2 separate regions of the Gossypium hirsutum genome follow, and region 1 is linked to region 2. A link is a contact called in public Hi-C data. All regions are on one chromosome and are shown on one strand. Each heading gives the region's core, a stretch centred on a gene start, on an enhancer-like site or on the middle of the called end of the contact. The rest is flanking DNA. Distances are from core to core; before and after follow the strand shown.

Region 1 (2,700 bases), core at 91-2,590, 610 kb after region 2:
GTTATTGTGTTGTAACATTTTAGTTACTGAGCTGTTAATTGTCATATAATGGTATGTTAACGTGGCACGTTAAATCATTGTTTCAAACAAGAATTTTAGGTTCAATTATACAATTGGTCTCCATATTTTTTCGTTTTGAGCAATTTAATTGTTTTTCTTTTATGTCATTTTAACTTTCCTTTTTTTCATTAATCTCTTCTGCTTCTCCCTCTATTTTCCTCGCTTCTCCATATCTTTTATGTTATTTTAACTTTCCTTTTTTTTTTCTTTTATTTTCCTTTCTCCCTTCTCCCTTCTCCATATCCTAATGGCGGTTTCAAGCGCCACCTCAAATGATTTTTATGCAACCAGACCCATAAATCCATCATATAGTTAAATGCTAGACATTAACAAATAACCTTTAGTTGACACTTTGACATAATTTGTAAATGCCTCATGTTTGAAATCCAAAATTATTTGAATTAATTATTAGATCATTCAAGCGAAACAACTTTGCATATGCCTCATGTTTGAAATCCTATTTCTTTGAATTAATTATGTGGAAAATAGAGATGAAGAAGGGAGGAAAACAAAGGAAGAAGCAAAAGAGAATGGAAAATAAAGAAAAAAAAGTAAACATACAAGAAAATTTTTTAAAGATTTTTTTATAACTTTTTAATATTTTTTATATATTTTTAAATAAATTTTAAGTTTTTCTAAATATTTATTTACTAAATTTTATATTTTTGCAAATTTTTTTCATTTCGAAATATTTTTAATGATTTTTTGACCGGTCAACCCCTAATGAATGCCCAATCTAATGCTAAAATTTCTGAAATTTTATTTGAATTAATATTATTTTCTAAGATTTGGCCTATTAATTTTATTTTTCATATAAAATTCTTACGCAGGTTGTTTCATTAGGATTAAAGGCAGATTTTACTGATTAACAAACGAGCAGCAATTTACAGAATGCAATGGAGAAAAAAATGGGTTAGCTTTTTTCATAAATTTTAGTGATATGAAATCAACATAAATATTGAGAGAACTTCACTACATGCATTTCTTGATTAAAGATAAACATATAGGTGCCTGATCTCTACTTTGCTCATATTTTCATAATTACCCATTGCAGTGTGTTAGTAGCCCAAAAGATAATTTTTTTTACATGCATTACCACCCTTAAAAGGTAATATTCAGTCAGTATATGTTCACAGCATTATATCTGCAATTTATTTCTTTGTACCAGAAAAAAAAAAAGCAAGAAGTATTGAAGTTGAAAGGGGGGGGGACTATTTATGTGTGTGTGTTCTTTCTGGCCCCCAATGATGTGGGTGATGAGTGCTAATTCCTTTAATTTCCACACAAGCTGTAGTGGGACTCAATGGTAGGAAGGACTGTGTCCTTTATGCAAGCCATGGAGGCCCCTTCCTCTATCTTTTCCTTTCAAATTGGTAGGGAACATTAATTATTCCACCTTTTTGTTTGCATGTGTGGCAGACCCCATCTTTGCATCAATACTATTTGGGCAAAACCTGTTAAATCTTTTTTCTTTTTTTTGTAACATAGATGCTGGCTATTGCCTGTTACCTGCAATGAAATCAATTCTTATTTTTACAATTGGATATTTAATATCATGATGATATTTATAGTTTATAACTGAGATTTGATATTCATATTTAAATTAGATCAAATTTAAATAAGTATAAAATGTACTAATAACATACATAAATCTTATTATAATTTAATCTAACCCGATATTAAAACTAATACTTAAAGAAAAATAAATATATTTATTTCGCTTAAATATCGTATTAGTTAGATAGTATAATTTCTTAATAGAAATAGAAATAGAATAAATTTCACACCCTTCAATCTCAATCAAAGGTAATTGACATGCAATTGTTTAATTACAACCAAGAAACCAAGATGGGACAATGTTTCGCATCATCTTGTTGCTTTGTCATCTCATTTTCACTTACATGCTGAATTATTGGACATTAATTTTTCCCCAATTGCTTGGTAATAACAAGCATATACTAAACAATTTAGCTTTTCAGCTTCCAGATCCAGTTAACTCATGAGTCATGAGAAAGTGGCTTCAATAAATAAATAAAAAGAATTAATTACTTAGCCTGACGATGAAATTACAAAATTAATCTAATACACAGGTCAAGTTGTTATCTTAACTTTTTTATACTTTCTAACACAAGTTCAATTAAGGTCAAATCAATCATTTATTTTTTTATCGTAATTAAGGTATCTATCATTCGACAGCAGTGGTTAATTTTTTTTATCTATGAATGTTTTTCAAAGAGGTAGAATTGGACCCTTGACCATATGGTTATCAACAACTCATTTTTATTATTTACTAATTATTTTTAAAATACTTATATATCTATAATTAACTTTGGGTTAAATCACTTTTTTGGGCTTGAACTTTATAAGTTTTCTCACATTAGGCTTGAACCTTTTTTTGTTCAAGTTAGATCCTGAATTTGACAAATGTTATTATATTGGCCTAAACTTTTTTTTATCCAAGTTAGTCCTTGAATTTGACAATTATTCCCACATTGGGGCTCGAACTTTCTTTTTTGTTCAAATTGATCCTTGACACCCTAGAGTTTAGGCCCAATGTGGAAACAATTATTAAGTTCAAGCCTTAATATGAGAATAATTGTCGAGTTTAGGAACTACCTCGAACAAAAAAATAGTTCAAGC
Region 2 (2,852 bases), core at 174-2,673:
GCTCTGCGCGAGGTGGCCAATGGTTGGCCTAGCATGCGGCGGCTGGAGGCTTGGTAGCTAGGGTTGCTGCTGTTCTCTTTGTAATGGGCTAGGGTTAGAATTGGACTTGGGTAGTTTGTGTTTGTATTTGGTTTTGAAATTTGAGTTGGTTTGGGTTTGTATTTGGTTTTGAAATGGGTCTTATGTTGTTGCGCCATACATATGTTGTAAATGGACTTAAAGAACAATTGGGCTTTCATTATTCATTTGAGTTTAATTTTGTTTTTTTGACCTAGGCCGAAATTGGCTATTACACTAATTATTTTAAAAAATATTAATAAATCATTTATTATTATTGAAATAAACATAACATATTATGTCTTATTATTGAAATAAATTATTAGCAATTTGCGTTTTTATTAAAACATTACGAATGATTTTATAAATTTTTAAAAAATAAATATAATACATTATAATTAAGAATCATAGAAAAATTAGTTAATACTTATATTTTTTTTATGTAATAAAGTTTATAGTTAATATTTGTAGTGAAAACATAATATATTTAATCCATAATTGTCACATTACACGACAAACGTCATCGAACAAAAAGAGACGAACACTAATGACCAAAGGGCCGGTGCAAACCATGAGTCCATAATCATCCCCACCTACCCCTCTTATTAATCATCCTCATTATCACCATGATAATTATTATTATTCTAACTAAAACGCATCAAATGCTAGAGCTAGACTTCCTATGACGACGATCATCGGGAACCTCCGAGGGACAATAGTTTCTAATGGCGGTGAGATCATAAGGTGGGGCATCGAGCGCCAACCACTGCTCCACCGTGAACTGCTGCTGGCTACAAGGTTTATGGACGCCAGTCATGGTAACTTCCACATAGTTACAGTACCATCCATGGTGCTCACCCGAACCATCGGAGGTCAAGTTCATGGCACAAAGAGGGGCATCCAAGCAACGTCCCCTACTTGAGAAAATGTCCAAATTACCCCTCTCGAAATAGTTGTATCCTGGCCCCATTAACCCACCCCACGCTTCGATGTTGCTGATCTCCACTGAGTAGGCATTGGCATCGTAGAGCCGTAGGCCGATGATGGAGTCGGTTCCGCCTTTGATGATGGATCCCGTCCTTATGTAGACCGAGTAAACGCAATCTTCACCGTCCTACAAGCAAGAAAAAAGAGAAAGATCGAGAGGTTAGAGTTGGAGATAGAGAGGAGATTATGGGGGATGTTGAGGGCTACTTACTGAAAAAACGACGGAGGAAAAAGAAAGGAGGAGAAAGGAGAGGACTAACTGAGTTGGGATCGCCATTGGGTTTAACGTTTTGAGGCTCTCGCATTAGAGAAATTTACATAGAGTGTCGTATAAATATGCAATTTCTTTGGGAAGGTACCTGAATTTTTTACAACCTTTCAATTTTCTTTGAGGATACACGTGGATTATAAATACCACGACTAATTAATTTTTAAAATTTAAAATTTATAAAATTTATTAAAAATAAAAAAATAAAAAAATATATTTTTTAATATTTTTAAATTAAAAAATTAATTAATTAATGATATGAAATGTAAATAGATTATATGGATGTCAATTTAATAAAGTTTATCGAATTTAATTTTCAAAAAATTAATCGAATTTAAATTTTTGTATTTGAAATAATTTGAGAATAAACTTAAAATCTAAAACAACTAAAAAGTTAAATAAAAGGCAATTTTTTTTTTATAAACTTAAAAGATGAAATACGTTATTAGACCTTTATTTAATGTACCGTCCTATATTATTTTTAGTTGCTGAAGGTACTGTGGTGAATTACATTAACAAAAACAAAAATAAAAGCACTAGAAGAATGAATACAAGTGCTGAAAATATTTATTCATTTATTTTACTTTTGATAATTTAGTAGAAAATATTTGGATCAAGTATGAAATTGATGTAAATTCAAATTTTGAATTAATTCTATTACAAATGTAATAATACTGAATTCACATATATTTAATTATTCTTTATAACTGAAAGTGGGTACGAAATTGTTTTAGGATTAAACCTACATTTTTATACTCTTCTCACTGAATCAAAAAATTATTATACATATTTAATTAATAAAAAATTATATTTAATTGGTGATTATAGGCATAACTGACTTATTTGATAATTACTTTGAAGTAAGAATTAGTGTTGGCTTATTTATGATTTTAATTATCGTGAAAGGACTATTAACAACATATAAATAAAACAATAATAATTGGTTAATGCATTGATTTTTGAAATTACTGTTATAATCGTAAATATATCGAATTATAATCAAATAAATAATTAAAAAATAGAAAATTAAAGAGATCTTGGAGGATAATGGCTATAATTTGTCTATGATCTATTCTATGTAATTCTTTGTCTAATTTACCAAAAAAATTGAACAAAATTAATTCATAACAAATATACTTAATGAGACTATGTGCATATTGAGATAAATGTTCAAAATCCACAATGCTAAAAAAATCTCATTTTAAAATTAAATGTATTATGTAACATATTTGTTTTCGAAAATGTTATCCTTCCAAAGTCAAATGTACAGATTATATATATAATAATGCGTTAAACAATTAAGCAATGATTTGACGTTTGCCAAAGAAAAAGGACTTTTGGTTCACACCTGGCTGAAATGAAATCATCTTCACGGAAAATTACAGTACTGTCCCTAAAGTTGTGTGACTTGTCGATCGCATGTAAGTTCAAACGCTATATACAGTTAGAAAACAGGATAGAGATAAGAGCGGAGGGACTGTAATGTAATTTTAGATTAAAAGTTATAGTTTTGGATCCATCTTCTTTATTATCTTTGCAA

The links. A called contact is a pair of places that touch in the nucleus more often than the background predicts.
Region 1: a Hi-C map of leaf shows a contact between it and region 2, with 2.1 times the contacts expected there. The contact joins the enhancer-like site here to the promoter of LOC107945525 in region 2. A contact is called at or near these places in 2 of 34 Hi-C or Micro-C datasets (both in leaf).

What each region holds. Positions count from the first base shown.
Region 1 is chrA12:72,413,316-72,416,015 of Gossypium_hirsutum_v2.1, forward strand. No RefSeq gene overlaps it. Among protein-coding and RNA genes, the nearest start is that of LOC107936262, 45 kb to the left of the region's middle. Within about 2 kb of position 1,341, at least 2 of the 9 cell types and tissues checked have an H3K27ac peak or open chromatin away from gene starts, as enhancers often do. A contact at or near this core is called in leaf, where this site is marked.
Region 2 is chrA12:71,805,971-71,808,822 of Gossypium_hirsutum_v2.1, forward strand. It overlaps LOC107945525 (PLAT domain-containing protein 3), which reads right to left and starts at 1,424. Exons shown (of 2, transcript XM_016879578.2): 1 at 1,305-1,424; 2 at 522-1,171. The coding sequence starts at 1,349. The coding sequence ends at 716.